Linked DNA regions of Mus musculus: region 2 is linked to region 1. Evidence: chromatin contacts called from public promoter capture Hi-C data. All regions are on one chromosome and are shown on one strand. The core of a region is the stretch at or near the end of the contact, and the rest is flanking DNA. Distances in the headings are between cores, read along the strand shown.

What was found. Promoter capture Hi-C pulls out the DNA fragments that hold promoters and counts their contacts.
Region 2: a contact with region 1 is called in a promoter capture Hi-C map of liver, with 4 times the contacts expected there. The contact joins the promoter of E130308A19Rik here to the promoter of Wdr31 in region 1. A contact is called at or near these places in 4 of 39 promoter capture datasets (cranial neural crest, embryonic stem cells, hippocampal neurons and 1 more).

What each region holds. Positions count from the first base shown.
Region 1 is chr4:62,468,314-62,474,279 of GRCm38.p6, reverse strand. Wdr31 (WD repeat domain 31) reads left to right here and starts at 3,381. Exons shown (of 11, transcript NM_023597.3): 1 at 3,381-3,461; 2 at 5,347-5,443.
Region 2 is chr4:59,623,694-59,629,746 of GRCm38.p6, reverse strand. E130308A19Rik (RIKEN cDNA E130308A19 gene) reads right to left here and starts at 3,536. Exons shown (of 4, transcript NM_001015681.2): 1 at 3,256-3,536.

The DNA of each region.
Region 1 (5,966 bases), core at 2,132-4,631:
GTGGGAGGGCCCAATCCACTGTGGGTGGTGCCACATCTATAAGAAAGCCATCTGAGCAAGCCATAGGGAGCAAGTCAGGAGGCAGCATTCCTTTAGCGCCTCCGCCTCAGTTCTTGCCTTCAGGTTCCCTAACTTCATGAGGGACTACATGTGTAAGCTGAAATAAAGTCTTTTCTTCTCAGGTTGCTTTCAGTCCTGATGTTTTATCACAGCAACATGAAGCTAACTGATATGGTTTATCACAGCTGCAGAAGTGGGAGGCAGCTGGTCACACTTTGTCCACAGTCAAGGAGCAAAGAGTGGTGGATAACCCCAGACTAGATTCTATCCAGAAATCCACTTCAGTTGATCCATCACAGATACACCCAGAGGTCTTTTTGTTTCTGTTTTCTTTTCATGATTCTAGATCCTGTCCAGTGACGGCACTCACCATCACAGAGTGTAAGGATGGTTTACAAAGACTCCAAGGTAACAGCTAACTTAAGTAGTTCATAGTGTTGAAGCACATAGCATGGGTGTGCAGAGAGGATGAAGAGATGTAAACAAAGCTTAAGAGACCTCATGAAGAATTTGGGCTTCATCTTGGATTGTCATTGTTTACTGCACCTAAAAGCCCGTCTAGGAGCTTAAAGTGGAAGGTGCTTATGTGCTCCTAACTTAGAAGATTGGCAAACTGGGTTGTCACACCTGGATCACTTTTCTGATGATTCTCCTTGTGGTTTTCACCACGTGAAGGCTGGAAAGTATAAAACAGTCTTACTCATGCTTGACATTTGGTGCTAACTATTGTGTGTGCTGTGCCTTTCAGGTGAGCTGGCTAGGATTTCCTACAGATTCAAAAAGATGAAAGGAGAAACCAAGTCCCTTTGAGGCTTAAATCCAGAAGTTCCACAATGTTACTTCTGCTACACTCAAATGAAAAAAAAAAATGTATGATGCCAGCCCTAATGGAAGAATCAACGATGAGTTTATGGTTATTTTTAACTTATTATACCCCGGATAGTGTTGGCCTGAACCAAAACAGTGGCTAGAGAGAAATGAGGATATTTAGAAAGCAGAATTGGAAACCTTGGGAGCAGGATAGTTAAAATAACTTTTATTCACCTGATGTAATTGTTGTTTCTGAGGTTTACTGCCTTTGTACAACCTAATCTAGGCCTAGAATGTTTTCAGCCTCTGAAACTTACCGCTGAATAAGCTCACCCTTTTAGTTCTTTCTGAACTCTGGCTGGGCTGCTTCAACTCAGCTGTTCTGGCTCAAACTCCTCTGCAAGCTGACTGATTCAATCTGGCTTCTCCCTCTTGGCCTCTCCTAAATTGCTCTGCTTGGCTTTATACTAACTTTGACAATCTGTTCTAATCTACTAGCTCCTTCTCATTCTCTGCCTCGCTCTGTTTTTATCTGTGTCTGACTCGTTCTCTCTTTAACCTTTCTTTGTAAAATTCTTCCAGTAAAACTGCCTCCTTTTTTTCTGGCTCTCTCTGTGTACTGTTCTCTCTTAAGTAGCTTCTCTTTCCTCTCTCTTCTTCTGAGAGTTGGGCATATCCTGTTTTGTCAAATCTTTTTCTGATTTGTCACTTTGTCTGTCACTCAAACATCACTTTTAAACATAAAGAGTTTCCTTCTACAAACTAACTCTAGCTTTATTGTTTGGGATTAAAGGTGTGTACTAAGGGTGTGTCTGTATTCTGGGCATAGGGTCTAAAGAATTGTGCTAATGGTGAGCCACACCACAACTAGAAACAGATTTTTTTTTCCCCAGAAACAATCCAGTCTCCCAGTTCACAGTGTGATCAAATATCCTGCAACAGAGGATTGCTCCTGAGAGGCAGTTACAAATGACTCCTAGGTTTGTGGCTTGAGTGATTAATGGGTGGTAATGCCCAGTGTTTAGAGAAAGAAAAGAACAGGTTTAGGCAGAAGATGATGTCTGTGAGTCATGTCAAGGAAGAGGTGTCTTTTAGATAGTCAGATGGAGAAGAGCAAGAAGTAGGCGGAAGACAGATGAGGCTCCGGGACAAGTGTGACTACAGATACCAGTTTGGAAGGATCAGATGCCAGAAGCATTTCTCAAAGTGGTTGTATCCCAGAACAGAGTGCTTTGGGAGTAGACTCTAACACCTTAGTTTGTACTTGACCCAAATCAGTAGAAGTCTATTCTACTGCCAGTATTTTGTAGAAATACAGTATTTTGTAGAAATCAGTAGAAGTCTATTCTACTGCTAGTATTTTGCCATAGCAATGGGTTATACACTGACTCCAAAATTTACCTAACAACTATTTTTTAAAAGATTTATTTATTTTGTGAATATGAGTGCTCTACCTGTAGAGCTAGAACATGCACACCTGTGTTCCAGAAGAGAGCATCAGATCCCACATGGTTATGAGCTGTCATGAGGTTGCTGGGAATTGAACTCAGGATCTCTTAACCGCTAAGTCATCTCTCGAGATGTTAGTCTTTTGTTAGTACCTTCCCATTTGAATCTGAAGAAGGTACTGACAGTCTTTTTGTTTGTGGTGCTGGCTCATCCCAGTTTGATGAAAAACAAAGTGAAAAGTATTCAGTTTGGCAGCACATGTGTTAAAATTGGAACAATATAGGAACTGGAGAGATGGCTCAGCGGTTAAGAGCACTTATAGCACCTGCAGAAGACACAGGTTCAGTTCCCAAAACCCACAGGGCAGCTCACAACCATCGAGCTCACAACCATCGGTAACTCACGTTCTGTAGGATTAGAACTCAGTAGGCACACAAATTATATATATATATATATATATATATATATATATATATATATATATATATGTATATGCAGATAAAGCACTCACACTTATAAAATAAGTTATTTTCAAACCGTTTTTTAAAAAGTGGATTGACACAGAAAACAAATTAACATGGTCCCCACACAAAGGCGAACGGCACAATCAAAACCTTCCATATATTTGAAACTCATTACTTTATCTATTTAGAAAAATTAGTAAAAATAAACACACACATGCCAAATGAGAGGAATGGATTAAGATGTTTGGGAAATGTTCAATGGAGAAAATCTCTGTCTATATTCAGGGACATTTAAAATAAATTTTCTGGGCGAATAATAATTACAAAGTGACACTTATTAATCGCTTACTCGCTGTGGCTACGACAGATATCACCGCTTTTCTTGGAGGATACAGGTGCTTCATGTTCATGTAGCGTGGTTAAGCACAAACCTCCCCTGCATAGAATATTCACATACCATCAAATTAGAAAAGGAAAATACGCTCTCTCGGCTCGGCCCCTGAGGGACTTCCGGCACGTGGAACCTGGGTTCCGGGGCTGCCGTGGACGCCCGGAGCGTTTAGGTGGAACTCCCGCCCTAGCGACGCGCGCCTGGTTGCTAGGGGCGGAGGCGCGGGAACCTGTGGAAGCTAAGGATGCCTGCTACCCGTGCTTTCGGGCCTCGGTGCTAGCCCACCGGTGGGTATGGAGCCCGAGGTGGGAGAGAGGGAGCATCGGGGGGCATCTTCGCGCTCTCCCCAGCGGTAGCCAGCCACCCACCCGAAGTGAGGAGGAGGTCTGGGAGGGTATGTGTAGGACCTGGTTTCACCTGCTTCCATCTTGGCGTAATCCTCCCCTGGCACGTGCACATGAAAGTAAGCTTTAGCAGTTCAGATAATGGACAGGAGTAGGAGCATTTATAATCTGAAGGGCCAGAAAGAAAACAAACAAGACAACAAAGAACTGCACGCTGATGGTCCTCAACGTTGGGAGTTCTGATCTAGCGCCGACCCTCAGTGAGACCGGGTGTCTTGTAAATCCTCTTACTGTCTGAATCTTTTCCTTTACATTATCATTAGAGTCAAACCAGTCCACCTCCTATAAGCTTCTGCGAGTCGTTTGTTAATCTTTGAACACTGGTGTAGATGTCTTAGTCACAGAGAGTATAGGTTAGATAGACATCCATGTGAAAGATTTGGGAAGAGAGCGTGGATTTAAAAAAAAAATCATTTATACCAGTTGGGAAGTGGCAGTGCATGCCTTTAGTCCCAGCATTGAGGCGGTAGAAGCAGGCAGATCTCTGAGTTCTTGGACAGCCTGCTTGGTCTACAGAGTGAGTTCGTTCCATGACAGCCAGGGCTACACAGTAAAACCCTGTCTCAAAAAAAAAAAAAAAAAATAATAATAATCATGTACACAACTAGCGCCATGTTAAAAGTCTCAGTGATCATACTTGCTAGGCCAGAACACATACACAGAGATTTATTAAAAAGAATATATCACAAGAAAAGTCAGGCCTAGTAGGCACATTCTTAGAATAAACCCGAGTGGGAAGAGTTCTTTTCGATAACAAGTCACGGGGAACTTGCTCAGTCTTGTGTGATTCATGGTAGGTGAAGAGGCAAGGGGCATCTCACTACCTTGCTAAGTAGTACATTTTACAGCGTCATTTCTTCAATATTTGGGTTAATACTGTGTCAGACTGCAAATGTTTGTATAAGACATCTCAAGTCACTAGGATCATATGAGAGGTTTTTTGTTGTTGTTGTTGTTGTTTTGAATCTTTGTGTGTGTGTGTGTCTACAGACAGGATGAGAAAAGTCTACTGAAATAAGATTCATTTCACTCAGTTCTGCCCCCATGACAGCAAGTTAGCTCTATGGATCACAGTTGTATCAAAGGCTATAAAGGAATTGTGTACTACATAACCGAAAGAGGATTTTCTGAGCTCTATCTAATGTAGGCCTTTGGAAAGCAGATTTGGACAGAGACAGATCAGGGGTTCAGATGTAGATCTGCTTCCCCCAGAAACCCACAGGGCATCCAGAGCCATCATGACCTTTCAGCACCTTTCCAAGTGCTTCCAGCCTTTGTGGGTTGAAGCAGGGTGATGAGCCTTCAGAGATATTTTTTGGATGGTCTTGTTAGGTAGTTTAAAAAGACCATTATTTTGAGGTCTGGTCACATGAGCCTGTGAGGCAGGAGGATTTTGAGTTGGAGGCCAGCTTGGGCTATACAGAAAAAGATTTTGTCCCCAAAAGACAAACAGTCAAAAACCACAGAGTGTTATGTTGTACCCTGTAAAGAGCTTCTGGCTAATCTTGCTCTTTAATTTAGGATGCCATCTCTCATGCAGCAGAGAAATAGATGTGTAGTTAACATCATGATATACTCTGCTCTATTAATAGAAAATTGACGTTCATATAATCTTGGAAATTTGTGTGCTATTTCTTAACGAGGAAAACTACAGTAATAATTTTTTTCAATTAAACGAGGCTCCTATTTACACTTGTAAATCTCTCTGGTGCAAACATATGCTTAGACAGAGGGGAGATTAACTTAAGCGTCCTTTCGTTAATTACAGAGATTAGGAAGTGGCTGTCTGACTTGTTTCCGAAGGCTGAATGAACTACAGATCATCAAATACAGCAGCTCACCAAGAAGATCTGGTTGCTTTGGGGGTAAGTAATGCCAAGTTACCCTTCCTTCCACTCCCCAGCGAAGATACCCACTAAGAATCCAGTTGGTTTTGAATACATTTACAGCCCCCGTGGTTTCCAGTGACCTAGATCTCGGGCAATACCTGTTTGCAGTTTGATGACAGTGTTAAACACAGGTGAAGCTGGCAGATGGGCAGCTCTGCATATCTATAAACAGTACATATCTTAGAGTTTCTGGATGCCGTCCTAGAACTTTTCCTTTTAGTCCATCACATGGCCTATCACAGAACATCCTAGAATGTTTGAATTAGAAGAGACTGCAGGTTCAGGAGTTTGCAACAAATACTTTTGTCATACTGTGTAAGCCATTTGGGGTTAAAAAAAAAAAGATCTTGGGGCTAGAGTGATGGCTCATTGGTTAAGAGCACTGACTGCTCTTCTAGAGGTCCTGTGTTCAATCTCCAGCAACCACATGGTGGCTCACAACCATCTGTAATGAGATCTGATGCCCTCTTCTGGCACAAAGGTGTACATGCAGATAGAG
Region 2 (6,053 bases), core at 2,287-4,786, 2.8 Mb after region 1:
TTTCTTGACCTTTATTTGAATTTGAGACTAAGCTTTACCAAACAACAGAATTTACACAGTCGCTAGCCAACCACAGTCCTCATTATGGAATCTATGCAGTACATTTGTTTCCTAGGAAACCGACCAGAGCACAGACAGAGTGCAATTTCAGACTAGCCAAAGAATTCTCCAATCATGCTGGTAAATAAAGTCCATAAATCAACTAATCAGAAGCAAACTCAAGAAGTATCACAGAGCAACTAAGCTCTGTGGAAACTTAAATCAGGAGGGGACGGGGCAGGGGGTGGGGTGGGAGAGAAACCTGTGGGGCTTCTTCCAGTACTATGTAGAACCCTCAAGTAAATATTATGAGCAGGTTTCTTTATAAACACAAACTGTCATAAAATAAACTGTTCCAAATAAATGGCTTCTCTCCAATCTTCAGCTTCTTTATTTGACAGTATTTAGGAGGGAAAGCTTCTTCAGAGCCAGCCTCATACATCTGGTACCAGGACATTAATCCAAGAATGAATTCTGCATGTCAGCAAGCAGCACGGGCTTGTGCTCTCAGTGCAGAATGACAAGACCTACAATGAGCAGCTCCTATCACACCTCTCACCAGGCCACAGAGAAGGGGGTGCGTGGGGGGAAGGATGGAGTGGGGGGGGGACGGTATGGGGGGGGGCTGGGGACAATACAGGCAGGACATGGACACAGTCACGACCAAAAGTCATCATAGGAAAGAACAAGTCATAGGAAAAAGACAAGATGAAAATTCACAGGTCTCTAAAGAGCAAATCTGTTACCTCACAGTTTTCTATTTTATTACACTAGTACCAAGCATAAAAGTACTGAAAAAGCCTGTAGACTTTTAAGTCTCCCAGATTTAACTGAGGACAGCTTAGTGTTGCTTAGGAAAACAACAACAACAACAACAAAAAAAAAAAACCAGCTAAATGGCAACTTCATTTTAAAGGCTAGTTGACACAAATTTTCTGCAAGGAGCATTTACTTGTTGTAAGGTTAAAAAAAATCAGGACAAAAATTAATTTATATGCCTTCAGACACCAACTGACTATATATATATATATATATATATATACACACACACACACACACACATATATAGCTACTCTGGAATGCTTCTGATTACACCATTATTAGTAATACAGAAAAAAATTAGTATTGACACACCAGTCAAAAAGAAATGAAAAGGCAAGGTATTATCTCTCAGGCAGCACAGATACAGGCACAAGGTGCCAGCACACCCTGGCACTGTTAACTTCTCCCCCACTTCACAGAGAAGCTTTGTTAGTCTTATCGCTGCCACTGACGGTCTAATAAATACATAAACAAGCAATTCAGCTTGCTAGCCTGTCTTCTTTAGTATTTCAACCAGTGCCAAAGAGCTGCAACTCTGACGCTGTTCTAGAACTCTCTGTTCCTGATAACAACAAACCCAATTCACGACTCCTCTTTAAGCTTTCTATAAGAGAGGCTGGAAAGGTTTAGGCCAGAGTGGACCAGAGCTACACACTAAGCTCTGTCCCTTTGTATAGTTTAAATCCATTTACCCAATCTAGACCGGAAGTCACAACAAAACCTGATCAACTATGGTAGAGGAAACTGCTTCTAGATATTCTAGATATCAAGTGTGTATAAATGTATATAGTCTGATAACTTATAAAAATTCGGTATACAATATCATTAATCTAATGTAACTGGGGCAAGAATCTAGGGTAAATTTTCCTCTCACAAAAAAGTCACTATTTTAAGCATATTAAATTCTTTTATGAAAAAAATAGGGTACTTGAATAAAAGTACATTGAATTGTATTTTTTCTTAAAATTTTAACAACTTAATAGAAATTTAAGGAGCTTTCATACCATAGTATTTTTCCCTTCAAATTTAGATTTTCTTTTTAAAGGAATCTTCCATTTTCTCCAAATGGCTGTTTAGTGCTCCTCAAAACTATTAAAAACAAAAACCATTTCCCGGTAACAGTCAGACTTATGTATGTCAATATGAATTCTCACAGTAGACAAAAATAAAGTTTCTAAAAGTGAGGAACAAACAGATTAACATAGTGCATAACCCAATACCTACATAGAAACGTGAGTCTGTGAAATGAATTTTATGAATGCTTAATGTACTTCATTTATTATTTGATCATTTATGAACACATAGCAACTGTTCACGAAGTAAGCCAGCTAATCAAATAAGAAAAAACAGAGCTACTACCTTCCACCTTTCAAAACACTATATCTAACGTACAACAACCCTACCCTTGGTTTGTACGCATGTAAGGAATAAATGTATCATGTAAAATAAGGAAATACCGCTGGGAAAAATCACTTCTAACATCACGTTCTCTTCATATGCTATGAAAAAAAAAAAAATCTCCTATCTTAAAACGGAAAACAAAGGTTTTAGCCTGCATGGAAAGACTATCATTGTTTTACTCTCTAATGCAAGCCCTACCATAAAAGCTGTCACTACATGACACTCCAATTAACTGTTTAGTAGGTAGACTACTCTATCGGTGATAATCCTAAGGACCACAAGAAAAAACTTTACTCCACAACTTCAAAACAATTTCTTTAAAAATATTAAAAAAAAAAAAAATCAGCCATGTTCGATTTTCTCCATTTAAGTCACTGCCTGACCTTTAACATTTTAAATTAAAGTCAGCCGTAAGAAAACCACAAACATTTTTTGTTTGTCTGTTTGTTTGTTTGTTTGTTTCATCTGATGTGTTTGTTGCTGGTCAGCTCAACCTCCTCTCTCCAGGACACTAGGTTTCTTGATCTATTTGATAACAAACCCAAATCACTGTGCGCAGCCTCAGATTGGGGGGAGCTTTTGGGAGAAAGCCCTCCTCCGTTAGAAACAATAAATAAGGGAGCAAAGCGCCGCACGTTCCTTTACACGCCCCACACGCACCTCCCGGTACCTCCGGACAACCAAGCTAGTCCGGCAGAGCCCCGAGGTGTCTCAGACTCTGCAACTAGCTAGGCAGACCGTTCCTCCTCCGTCCCGCCCTCCTGCCCAGCTCGGGGGACGCCGGCGCACCGACAGTCCCCGCCAAGACGCCGCCGGCCGCGAACCGGTGCGCGCCCCGCTCTGCGCCCGCAGACCCCTCCGCCCCTAGCGCCCTCCCGCCTCGCTGGCCCGGAGCAGACAAAAGGAAGGTTCTGAGGGTCACGGCGCGGCCGCCCACACACAAAGAGGCCCCGCGCCCGCGTGCTCCCCAGCCCCGCGCGGGCTCTCACCCACCTGCAGGTGTCTGTGCGTCTGTCCATAGGAACGCGGGCGGTGGGGCCTGCGGGAGCCCGGCGGCCCGAGCTGGACGGGGAGGGACGGCGGGACGGAGGGCGGCAGCACCACAGCCGGAGGCCCCGGGGCCGGAGTCGGTGAACCGGGAAGGGCGCCCCACGGGCTGCGCGGCGGGTGACGGCGGTGGTGCGATGAGAGGGGGGGGCGCAGGCGCCAGCCTGGCTCGGCCACCGGCGCGCGCCGCTCCGTGCGCCCCGGGCTCCGCGCGCCCGGCTTGGAGCGCGGGGGCGGGGCCGCGCGGGGCGGGGCCGGAGAGGGGCGGGGCGGGGGCTCGGACCCCAGCTTCAGCCGGCACCGGAAGCGCTCCTCAGGCGGCGGGACCTACAGGAAGTGTGTAGCGACGCCCGCGGAAGGCGCTCGACCCGCGGCGCTCGCTGCCCTGAGGGGGCGCGGGCCAAGCTCCTGTCAGCGACGCGAGCAGCCCGGAGCCGGCCGAGCTCGGCCCCCGTCGCTCCGACAGGTACAGAACCCACGCACGGTCTGTGCCACTTTCCACGCGTGTCCGCTGTCCTGGCCTCCGCGCACTTCAGCCTAAACACTTGAAGTAAGCAGAGCTTGATCGCGTTAGAGGTGTGTGACACCTCAGACAGAGTTGTGCCGGGTGGCCTGGGACCCGCAGTGTACTTACTCCATAGTGTCCTAATGTCCCACCGCATCGCATCCACACACACATCTAATAAACTGGAGTTCCCAGGGAAAAAAATAAAGAATAGTGCAAGGTGTTAAAGATTCTACACGCCTTAATAATTTATTTATTGCCTACCCATCAAACTTAATACCCTCATGACCTTAGGAAACTCTTTAATATGTCTTTTTTAGCAGTGGCTAAAAAAGTGGTTAAGAGCACTGGCTGCTCTTCCAGAACACCAAGTTGATTCCCGGCAGTATCTCACAACAGTCTGGAGTTCAGTCCCCGCGGTACGACAGAGCGGTGCAGACGTACATGCTGGCAAAACGACCACTAATAATAATAGTAGTAGTAATAGTAAAAAGAAGGAAGAAATGTATTGTCAGCTGACCTCTAGCTTCCACTGATTCAAAAGCTACAAATCTCATCAGTACCTGAAACTTGTAAATTTGGCCCACTTTGCTGTAATCCACCAACCTGCAGGCCTTGCCATTTGGTAATTGCCTTGATTTTATGACTTCCTTTTTTCTGTAAATAATAATAATAATAATAATAAAAGCTAATGTAACTACTTCCACAGTGGAGCATGTCTTCCAGGGTAATCTGAATCCATGTTGCTGGCCATCATTTGTATTTGGCTCAAGAGTAGACTCACTGAGCTCAGAGCTGTACTTTGGCATCTACACATTCATCCCACCCCAGGAGTGGGGCCGTTGTAACAGCTAAAACTCTCAGAGGTGCTCTGATACACAAGGCACTAAAAGCTACCTACACAGCATGGCACCACTGAGACAAGGCTGTGTGTTTAAAAACCCCTTTCATAGCACCTCCCAGATATGTCTGTGCCAAGCACTTAGTAAGTTGTTAATTCAGTTAGTCCTAGGAACGCTACAAAACTGGTGCTACTAACATTACTATTCTATAGAAAATTTGATACAAAATGTAATTTTTTTTATGTGTGTGGGGGTTGTTCTGCTTGCATGGATATCTCTGTGCCAGAGATGCCCTCGGTGCCTTCCCAGGCCAGTAGAGGGTGTCAAATGTCCTGGAACTGTAATTCCAGATGGGTGTGAGCTCCCTCCCGGGTGTTGGGAATCAAACCCAGGTCCTCTGGAAGAGCAACTACTGAGCCATCTCTCCAGCCTCACATTTTCAGGTACCTACTGAGAAGTGATATTGCAGTTCATAAGATGGTTGTAGTTTTAGTTTTCAGAAACTGAGGCTTAGAGAAACTAAGAAATCTTGAGAACATAGTTTGTTATTGGAGCTCAGAGTCATCCACTGCTTCCAGGCTCCCTTTTCTCCTCACAGCACTGAGCCCTTTCCAAACCATGTCTAATGGTAGAAAGTCAGACTTAGAAATAACCTGATTAGCCTTAGGTACTATCCACATCTTGGTCTTACCCCTCCTGTGATAAGAAATCTCAATCATTCCTAGGTGAGAAATGAGAATGTGACAGATTGTAAATATAATTAGGCAGTGGTGACACACTTTTAACCCGGGCACTTGAGAGGCAGAGGCTAGCTACTGAGTTCCAGGATACCCAGGGCTACACAGAGAAACCCTGTTTCAAAAAAAACATTAAAAAATAAAAAGATTTAATATATTTAACATAACTATATACTAAAAGTGATTAAGAAACTAAATTTTATATTCTACTTTTGCCACAATTAACTGTATGTATTTGCTATTAAAAATGGTCATTCTATATACCAGTTTGTCGAACTTGTAGATTCCTTATCTGCAAAACAAGCAACAAGAAACCAAGCAATGAAAAGAAACTGCTACTGAAAACATTGTAAAACAGATATCTTTAGCTGTCTCATGGTGCTGGATAGTTTTATGTCAACTTCACACAAGCTGGGGTTGTCTAAGAGGAGGTAGCCTCAATTGAGATAATGCTTCCATAAGACCTGGCTGTAGGCAAGCTTGTAAGAAATGTTCTTAATTAGTGATTGATGTGGGAAGGTCCTGCCTACTATGGTGGTACCATCCCTGCTCTGGTGGTCCCAGGTTCTGGAGGAAAGCAGGCTGAACAAGCCACGGGGAGCAAGCCAGAAAGTATCACTCCTCCATGACATCTGCATCAGCTCCTGCCTCCGGATTCCT